Linked DNA regions of Anas platyrhynchos: region 2 is linked to region 1. The links are chromatin contacts, called in public Hi-C maps. All regions are on one chromosome and are shown on one strand. The core of a region is the stretch at or near the end of the contact, and the rest is flanking DNA. Distances in the headings are between cores, read along the strand shown.

Region 1 (5,245 bases), core at 951-3,450:
AGTCAGGATGTGCCCCAAAGATCTTTCAGCCCTAAGCAGAGATGGGAGACAAAAAGATGCCCAGGGATGTAACGGTGCTGCTGAGGAGCTCAGGGTGACCCTCAGCTCCTGCTTGCATCCCAGCCGTTCAGTGCTGCTGCTGTACGAGTTCCTGGTGTCCTCAGCCTCCCCTGACTAGCGCATGGGGTCTTCTGTCAAGTCTGGCCTTAAAGCAGCTGGAACCACGTTTATGGACCCAGTTGAGACTGTTAGAGCTCCCGTCTTCCTTTTCTGTTGCTGTTAGGGACTTTGTCATACTGCTAAGCAAGCAGCTAACAAAACCTGAGTATTTATTGTTCATTCGGGTAGCATGTGATATTTCCTAGGAATTATCATCATGCCATGGGAAGAAACATGACTAAAGTGGCTTAAATGAAAGCCATTTCAGTTTTCCTCACCTAACCTTCTAACATTTCATTTGCCAATGGTTTTGCAGCAGATGCCTTGTTAGTACTTCTTTAAGAAATAAAATTGCTAAATAAATACTTTTAAGTGCAGTTGCTTTTCTGATTAGGAAAACCATGCTTTTGTGATTATTTTTGCTGTTTCTTTCATAACAGTAGTGAGACTGTGTTACTCAAATCTTGTCGCATCAGAAACAAGATAGTTGGAGCAGGCAGAATAGGTGGAGTTAAGCAACTGCGTCCAAGCTTGAGTATGTGTGCATGCAGCTGGAGCTTTTGCTCTAGCCTTTGCTCCAGAATGGTGACTGCTCTGTAAGTTGGTCGTAGTAAGCTGCCTGTCTTGCATTTATTCTGGATAGCATCAGCCTCATCTGTTCACTTCAACATCTCTGAAAAGCTTGAAGAAAGCATGCGTTACTAGCTCTGGCAGAGTGTGTGGCATGGGACAATTCCTGATAAAGTGGAGAATCATGATCACCCTGTTCTTGCAGGGCACGTGGCAAACTCCTTCTGCAGCAGCTGGCTAACTTGCTTTGCTACCTGAGATCAAAGGTAGCTTAGTGAACACCTTTTACCCCCAAACATTTGATGCCTTTAGCCTGTAGCAGGGCCCATATGTGGCACATGGTGCAGTGCACTTTGCGTGAGAGCTTTGGTCACTTGCAGGAACACCTGTGAGCAAGTCTGTGAAGGTGTGGATGCGTGCAAGAGCTGCCAGGCTCAGAGCAGTGCTCACAGCTCATGGAGAGTTTTCTGGGACCCCAGCAAAACATGGAGCTGTGATGCTTTCTCACTTCAAACATCCTTTGTGCAGCAGTTTCAAAGGTGCAGGGAGAGTATGGTGGCTGGATTATTTGCTGTGCAGTTCTTCTTAATAAGCTGGTTATCCCAGACAGCTTACTTAAAACAAGTACTGAGGTACAGAACATGAAAGATGTGCATTGAATAGGGCCGAATCTATAAAGGTAGTGTATTAAATAATGCTGGATCTTGCTAAACTTTGATAGTGTGCTTTCTTGTCACATTAAGACTGAGCTCTTTAAAAGCATGAAATGAATAGGGAAGTGTGGCTTCTTACCTAGTCAGTGATGCATGTTCTTTTGAAATGTGGTTACCGTTGTAGAAGGTATCCAGTATAAAATTCAGAATACAGAAACACCACTTAACTTTTTTTTCTTTTTTTTTTCCAAAAAATTGTCCTTTTGGTTCTGTCATACATAAAGCACTGACTAGTAAGTACCTCATCCAGCACAAATGCTTCCCACACCTCCACACCAGCATACGCTGAAGGCTACTAATTAAAAAAATAAAAGAGACTAAATTTATACTGCAAAACAAGATTAAGTACATGGTAGCCCATTTTGGAGCTGTTGGAATGATGGTTGGGATAGCTCATAGGAAGAACTGTTATCTGTAAGGGAAGGTCACTTGCTCCTTGTAAGGAGCACAAGTGTATTAATCTTCAATATTGCATCCTTGTTCGATTTGGCAGCAGGCTGCAATTTTGGCCCTGTTCTGTATGCCCCCACCCTCCGGCTGAAAGCCTGAAATCAGTTTGGCTTTTTCTTAAAGGATTTTGTGTTTCATTCAGAGGAGGAAGTAATGATCATAAAAATCGGTATTTGAACTTGGAGTTAAGATCGTATGGTTGGGAATGTAGCAAATTGAACTGAGGGGGGGAAAATGCATCTCGAAACAGGCTGCTGTAAGCTGGAGCTGGTGGAACAGCTGTGGAGCAGCCTCCCTGCGAGTTACATAAATGACCTGCTCTATCTCCACCGTGTGGTCGAAGGACACTACTGCTGCTTCTGCCAGGCGGTGAGTCTGTCTTCTTCATAAATCTTTTTATTGAAACTCAGAGTTCAGCTCCGGAGTCGGTCACTGTGGGACAGAGGGAGGGGGATGTTGTTGCTTTTACTCAGCTGTGATGCTAACTTCTCAGCTGTCCCTGCGTGGCTCAGCAGCTCCTGCAGGAGAAGGGAGGATGAGCAGCGGCGAGGCTGCCCTGCGCTGCTCACGTCGGATGCACTCGTTCAGATAGGAGCAGGCAGTGACAGACAGTAGCCATGGGGGAACTTGCATTTGTTCCAGTTCTGCCTCTTCCAGTGCCTGGTACGGTAACGCTTGATGTCAGGGATACTTACGGCAGGCTGGGAGGAAAATCAGATCAAGGCAGTCTTAAAGAAAGCAGTTGTTACAAACCAGCATCGTTTAACTGGGTGGCTGTGCTCGCTGGGCAGGGGTTACCCGGACCTGTGTGTAAGGAAGTGCTTGCACTTGACAAGAACATTCCTAAAGCAAGTATCTTCTGTAGGCAAATCGTCATTTACCCAGGTAAACTGTTTCACATGAATGTTTTTACTTTGCTTAAAAGGATTTATTTATTTTTTTAAATTTCAATAGGAGGGAAAAAAAAAAAAAGAGGTCTGCTTGTCTTGAAAAATCTGTCTGAATCTGCCCAGCAGATTGTTGTCTCTGAGCACTTCAATCTCCCTTGCCTGAGAAAGCACAGTCACCGTAAAGCCTCACACGTAGTAGCTGTGCCCTTGCAATTTCTCTCATCTTCATCTTTCTGAGGACACAACCCTCTTCTCTCTAATGCTGTGCTCTGGGTGTCTTACCTAGCCAGGAGCAGGAGGGCTTGCCTCTTAGCTTCTTCGGAGCTGGTTTGCTAGAACTTCCTACTGGTGCTGCTGTGCTGTAGTCCTGTGTCTGGGGCAGAACACACATACGTATGTATTTGTATGTATATACACTTACAGATGTGTGTATACACACAAAAACAACAGAAGAAGCTGACAAATCTGGAAATCCAGGATAAGAGATCAGACGTGGGTCAAGCTTGTGCCTACTCCGAACTAATGAGTAGGTATTTCAAGGCATCCTCTTTGCCAAAGCTCTGTTTGCTGTTTAAGTCTATGTTCTGTTGAGGTTCTAATGAATAAAGACATCTTACATTTTAAGGTGTATTAAAAAAATATATCTTCTGGCTTTGTGGTTACTTAAAACATTTCCACTGGTCAAGTTCATTTGTGCATTCGGAGTTCCTATTAAATTAAAAACTATAACTTTTCCACCCCTCATCCCACAAAAGCTGTTTGAATCAGACGTGTTTCATGCAGTACTGATACACAAAGGTACGGTGAGGAGAGCCGGCCTGTCCTTGTCCAAGCAGCAGAACTAAAACCTGCTGAAAATACCATGAGATCACATGCGTATGTATGTAGATGTGTGTGTATATATATATTTGACAACTCTGATTCTAACTCTAATTACTGCAGTGTGGCGTGGTTTCATTATCAGTTTAAGTAGTTGTCTATTGTCTGTTGTACTAATTGTGCTGGCTTGAATTACTGTTCTTGGCTTTGTCTTCATTTTTGTTTAAAATGTAACAATTTGCATCTTTCTTATACTTGCTGCTTTTCAGTTTCATTCACCGTTTCCTAGTGCTCGGTATGAAATTTAGAAGAAAAGGCCCCGACGATCTTCTGTGAAGAAGGGACGTACAGAAGTTCTTCCCTACTGTTTGGGGGCAGTGCCTTGTTTTAGGATTTCTGGCTGTACCTCTAACAAACATCCACAATTCTCAGTCTAAATGCGAGCAAATTTTAGACATCACAGCATGGATAGTGACAGGGAAAGAGGTTCCCCAAGTACAAACCTCTGCATCATGTGGAAATGGGACTATGTCTTTGTCATGAACTGCTTTATTGATTTATTTATGACTCCTCAGTGCTAGTTTCTTAACCTTTTTTCCATAAATTCAGTCTTTAATGATAGGTTTAAAAACAACAAAATCCCTGCTACAGTTTCTGTAAGAAATGTAAATCAACAGCTGAGCAATGGCATCGGTTCTGATACAAGCAGTGGTGGAGCATCTCTACGTGCCCTTGTAATAATCAGAATTGGCACGGTACTGTTCTTTAAAAACAATAACATAAATTGTGCACGGATTTTAGAACAGAATTTGAATAAGCCATTGATTTCCTAGATTCCTTTGCAAAGCCCCTTGTAGGCCTTAATTTCAGAAGAGAAGTGCTCTTGACCCAGGTACGAGCAGTTGGCCATAGGCAGGATCTTGTATTACCTATGATGTGTTTAGGAGATGATTTAGGAGATGTATTTAGGAGAAGATTTTTCATCTTTCTTCTTTCTCTTCTCTCAGAGACTTGTCAGTGTAGACGTACTGTGCAAGTGATTGTGTTTTGAAAGGCATGTGAGAAGTTTGTGCTTCAAGGTACAAGCCAAGCTTACAGTCAATAGGGGTTAGGAAGAAACTTCACTTGAGAAAATGCTGTGCCGTAATGTAGACTTTCTGGCACCTTTTTTTTTGAAGCAGCTATTACTGACTTCTGAGAAAGACAGCATGCAGGACGGCTGGGCCCTTTGTCTGATCCAGTATGTCATCTTCTCATCTCTAATTGTGAGTGTCCCCTGGAGCAGAGTCTTCAGATTTGTTTCTAGGATATTGGTAACACATTTTCTTCCCCAAGGCAACGTGTTTAGAGAAACAGTTTCTAATTTGGGGGAAACTACTCTTCCTCTGCATGTCACAGTTGTGCTGTCTGCCTTCCCGACAGCTCTCTTGCTTTCTGTTTACCTCTTAAAGATGAGTGACTTTTTCAGCATTTCGTAGAGGAGCTCAGAGTATGCTGTGGTGTATTGGAGGATCCTGTCTGCATTGTATATTTTAAGACAAAGCTGGTTTTCCATGGTGCTCTGGAGAAGATTGGAAGATTGGTCAGGAGGAGATACCTTTAACGTGGTGAATGTCCCTTCTCTAAGATCCCTGGAACCGTCTC
Region 2 (5,245 bases), core at 1,790-4,289, 230 kb before region 1:
TTTGCTCACGTTAAGGCTTTGCTGTAAAGCTCAGAGAAGATTCCAGAAGAAAGACCAAACTGCAACTTGCCACAAGTAAACCAAAATCTTATTGACAGTCATGGTGCAGGTACCAACAGTAGGACCAGAGAGTGTTCATAGTGAATCTCTGTGTTACAAGACAATGCACAACCTGCATAGAGTTTATATTCCAGAGATCTGGATTCAGCTTTGATGCACTGTTGAAAGCTATCAATCTTGCTCACACTTGCAAACAAGTAATAGAACCATTGACTTTTTGAGATGTTACTTATGTATGTAATGCATGGTTAATACCAGAGACCCAATGCAGTTTCTGGGTAAGTCAACAAGAACATTGTTGTTGTTCTAGCATGCCTACTTTTAGAAAAAGAGATTTCCATTTGTGCACGCCTAGGAATAAAATTTACATCAATCAAAATTATTCATCAGTTTTGTAATGTCCCTCTGCCTGACATTCACTGCTTCATGTAACAAGCAACCTGCTCAGTTTTCTTCTGTAAAGAACTCTACTTGGTAGCCTAGTCATCTAATCTGTCCAACAGAAAAGCAGTAGTGCTGTTTGTCAAATTCATGCAAGAGACATATTGCAGTAATCAGCTGAACCCTAGGATCCACTTCACCTTAAAATTCTTACCTTCCAGCACACAACAGACAATATTACAGTCACCAGACAAGCGGGTGTCTAAAGACTACATTTAAACAGATTGGGACTGATCCTCTTTAGGCCAATGTTGTAACAAGAAGAGTACAGACGAATTATTTTAAAATTACATCCCTGAGAAACAGTTTATGATCCAGCTTCTTGAGAACATTTACAGCAATATTCTCCTTGAGGGTGGACAGCATAGGTATTATTTTACATTAGCCTACAGCATCTGGAAACTTGGATTCAAGTATGATATAAAAGCAGAATAAGAATGGACTGAGTGACTTCAAGAAAGTCTCTGGTGAGCGTTTATTCACATTGCAAAACTGCTGCTGAGAGAAGGTTGACTCTAGCTTTTGATGTGGCCATAACAGACAGACTACTCTAATGGGAGCTTTAATTATACAGTAACAACGTCTGACAGAGATCCTCAGATGGAACTAATCTTTTAACACCTTGACCAATGTATTTTTCCTTAACCAGCAAGAGACATTTAATAGATTGGACTATTAAATATCACTCTGGTCCAGACCTGCATCACAAATCTATGAGACAACATTTACAATTAAGACATCCTGAAATGACCTGTTCTTTTTTTGTTGTTGTTGTTTTGTTTTGTCTTTTTCAGTGTCCATGATCTGATATACTCCTTTGGTTTGGCTTATTATTCTAGTCATGGAGCTTGTTAAAATTAGGTCACATATCAGAATCTTAATTGCACGTTAGGACAAATGCTGGAATTATACAGCTTTTCCCCTTTCCCAAACCTCTTCACCTCATTATCTTAGGTTCAGTCTAACCAAGGATCTCTCTCTAGCGTATTAAATTTTTAATGTTTCCCAGATTTTTCTGTTAGTAACATGAAGCTGAAATTTCTGTCAGGAGAAAACTAGGTTACCACAGATTAGGAGGAACAGCAAGAACTAGAAATAAGAACAAGAAAGGAATTGATCTGACTTAAGGGACACACGAAAAGACTTATCTCTTCAGAATTAATTCTGATGGAGTTCAGATTGCTTTGTATTTGAGGAGAAATATTAATTTCCTCATTCCTCATCCCAAGTGAATTTACACTGCAGGTCTTTCCCCAGAAACTTGCAATTACAGAAAGGTAGAATGTCAGCAGATTTTATTTCACTGTATATCACTCCACAGTAACACACCACCACCAGTTTCTTCCAGTGACGTTAAAAATTCAGTATTATCTATAAAGAGATGACCATCTAACAGCTTGTCAGGGAAAATAAATACATGTTTTGTTCTTCTGAAACTTTTGATCTTCTTGAATGTTGCTTTTCTCTGCTCATTATACACCATTTTTTTTCCAGATCCTCCATACACACCAGCATGTCACAATATGGCTTAGCCTCAGATGGACTCCGAGGCACTGCGTCAGGGACCGTTAACTGTTCTGAAATCTGATCTCAGCCTGCTTTTTCTTATTGCTTAATCAGTTCCTCATCTCACGCTCTCCCTCCCACATTAAATGAAAAGAAAAAAAAAAAAAAAAAAGCCCTTGTGAGAAGCTTTGTCACGGGCTTTTTGAAACATGTCTACATAAAATGTTGCTGCGAGGATGTAGACCACACTAAAACTAAACAGAAAAGGGATCAGAAGACCAACTGCGTGTGCGTGACTCATTTTCTGCCACACATGTAAACTCTGCCTTGAGAACAGCATAAAGGCAGAGATCAAGAAGTCTTTGATAAAATGGGTGCTATAACTTAATGATTGGTAACAAGTGAGCAACAGCTTCACCGCTCTGAGAAGTCATTGTTCGTGCAAATCAGATGCTGGCTCCCAGCAGACCCTCCTGTCTAAGCCATTCAGACTCTCCCTCCTACCACTGTTAGTCATGCTGAGTATTAACATTATTCATTATTACTCATAGTTTACTCTTTGAATAACCCCATTAATTTCAGTGAGACATTTGTAGTAGGAGGTAGTAGATAATCTATGCATTTATATATGTATGCGTGTCTAATTAAAGGCTATCGCATTAGAAGACTGAGTTTCTCTTGCTGACTAAGCTGATCCTTTAAACTCTGGACCCAGAACTGAAGGTATTGGTGTCTGCAGCTGAAAACATGCTAAGTCAAGCTCGCAAAAGTACCTGTGTCAGAATCAGCCTTAACAGCACTTTCCATGAGGATAGTGCAGAGTTAACACCAGCCTTTCACCTCCAGGCTCTTTGCCTTCAACAAACTTTGAAAGCAGCAGCTGCCTGTCCCTCAGTGCTCCCGAACACTGTGCTAGTAACAAAGTTAGCAAGCAGTTTCAGAAGAAAACAGACAGCTAAGGACAGCTCAGTACCTCACGGGCCACTCCAGTTTTGCCTGCTCTGTTGCTGATCCCACTGTGACATTCAAATGATTTCTCCTGTGGGTCTTCCTTTTTCTAAAGCTGGGGAGAGAAGCAAGCCAATTAACCATTCATTAGATCAAACCGTACTCTACCCCCCTCTATAGGTATCCTGTGATAAGTAACATTTAGGGGAGAGAAGCAGTCTCTCAGAGAAATCAAGGGCTCACGAGAGCACCTCAATCATCCAGGTCCTAATTAATTTGAGTGCTGCTGCTTTTATTTTTTAAAAATGAGCATTTATTCCCTCAGTGATTTCAGTGCATTTCCAAACTTCCTGTATTACAACATTAATTCCTTAGTTATATTTTTAAAGAGGAAAATTCTTGTGCTAGCTTCCTGCAGAAACAGACTGGGACGGCAATGTTACATGCAGCAAGGATACCGGCAGGGTCTGCTGGCTGGAAAACATGCCAATGAGTCAGAAAAGCATGACTGATGTCTGCTCCCTGGTCATTTCCTTCCAATATTCAAAGGAATTCCTGCTAGGGGTGAGAACTACAACTTCCTTGCTCTGTCCTCGTGCCTTGTCCTCATTCACCTCCCCCGGACAGGCTACTAGCACGGCTACGAAGTCATCACCACTACCGGCCTAGTGCCTGAGAAATCCGGCCAGAGCAGGCAGTGCCTCTGAGAAGGCAGGCTCCTAATCCCATCAGGACAGGAAGATAGCAATCTGAGAAAAGCAAGCAAGGCGGGACACTTTCTAAATACTACCACCCACAGGAAAAATTGTACTCAGCTGCTTCCAGACTATGCGAGCCTGTTTGTGCTTCTGGCCAGGGCAAGGAGCAGGAAAATAAATGTAAGCTGTGCTGTTTGGTGCCTAGCCCTTTTGAGAACCAGACCGGGTCTTTCCCTGAGCTCTCTGGAGGACATGCTGAATGTTTGCCCTGTACTGTTGATCTTGCCCAGCGTCATGCACTGGACACATTGGTTCACATGACTGGTTCCCACTTTGCGTTTGTCTGAAGCCAAGGCTCAACTTCACGTCCATGAGGGGCAGCAACAGGCTGGCGTGACAGCTGAGATGGGCTCTGTGGTTCTCAGCTTGTTTACTGCCAGATCCCACCTGCTGAGTTCCCCTGTTCAACAAAATCCCACTGCTGGATGTACCTGATGAATATAGGACACCCTCCTACCTGTACTGCAGCAGAAACCTTCCTGCGTCACAAACCTGACTGTGGCACGTGTCAGAGAGGCAATTAGGAGGAGGCACGCTGGATGTTACGATTGCTGCCTTCTTCCTCAAATTGTAAACACGAACCATCCCCTGCAGCTGGGGATAATTTTAGCCACCAGAAGCTGTTAAGAAATAACAGCCTGTGTGCTTCCCCCAGAACTGGTGTTTTTTTGCTCTGACGCAAACCAGTTCTGAGACTGGGGAAGGAAACATTTATCTCCCCTGCAGTGGAGCCAGACTAGAGGCAGGCACCGTGTAATCCAAAACAATGAATAACGTGATCCTATCATTAACTGAGCTTTCAAATACTTCCTCTCCTTCAGATAGGCTTCTCCTTAACACAGGAGGAGGGGTGGAGTTCTTCTCAGACTTGTCAATATTGTCAGAGATACATTACATGTATTGATAACTAAGGTGTGTTTCTAGACAGGAGCCAATGCTAACATGGACTGCAATTGCATACAAACCCTCCACCTCCTCCTTCCAAGAGTTCAGCGATAATCTTATAGAAATTGATCAAGACTGACGTATTTTAGTCTAAAAAGCATCTGCTCCAGGGCACTTTCAGGTAACTAACGTAAGAACCAGTCTGTCAGATAAAACCAAGTGCTTCCATGTCTTTGAAAATCAGGCCTTTTATTATTATTATTATTATTATTACCATTAAGCATTCTATAGGTTGTTATGTCACTCCATCAGAAATTTCTGAATTAATCCATCTCCCTGTTTGAGAAATAGAGGGATCCCATCACATAGGAATGCAGTGAAGAAGTATTAGGTAACATCTGTCTCCCAAGTCATAAATAATTGCACAAGTAGCAAGAAGCATTATGACTTCTCTTTTTTCTCTTTTTTTTTTTTTTTTCAAAAAAGACTCATCACATAATCTCTCCTCTGTAAACATAGTTGCAGCAATTCTCAGGAAAACAAGAATGACCAGTTATATTCTCTTAAGAAACATGTTTTATCAAGGAGCCAGTTAACAGATGCTTTTTAATGGGAAATGTAAAAAAAAAAATTAATAATAACCCTTT

Evidence for each region. Hi-C and Micro-C count contacts between places; a contact is called where the count stands out from the background.
Region 2: a Hi-C map of liver shows a contact between it and region 1, with 3 times the contacts expected there. The contact joins the promoter of SLC4A7 here to the enhancer-like site in region 1. A contact is called at or near these places in 3 of 8 Hi-C or Micro-C datasets (F1 follicle, liver and subcutaneous adipose tissue).

What each region holds. Positions count from the first base shown.
Region 1 is chr2:118,083,251-118,088,495 of IASCAAS_PekinDuck_T2T, reverse strand. All of the region lies in intron 2 of CMC1 (C-X9-C motif containing 1), which reads left to right. Among named protein-coding and RNA genes, the nearest start is that of CMC1, 27 kb to the left of the region's middle. Within about 2 kb of position 2,200, at least 1 of the 8 cell types and tissues checked has an H3K27ac peak or open chromatin away from gene starts, as enhancers often do. A contact at or near this core is called in subcutaneous adipose tissue, where this site is marked.
Region 2 is chr2:118,316,407-118,321,651 of IASCAAS_PekinDuck_T2T, reverse strand. It overlaps SLC4A7 (solute carrier family 4 member 7), which reads right to left and starts at 3,039. Exons shown (of 26, transcript XM_072033453.1): 1 at 2,981-3,039. It overlaps LOC106020323 (a long non-coding RNA gene), which reads left to right. Exons shown (of 3, transcript XR_001195770.5): 1 at 1-4,779. It overlaps LOC119715754 (a long non-coding RNA gene), which reads right to left. Exons shown (of 2, transcript XR_005263150.2): 2 at 4,822-5,245.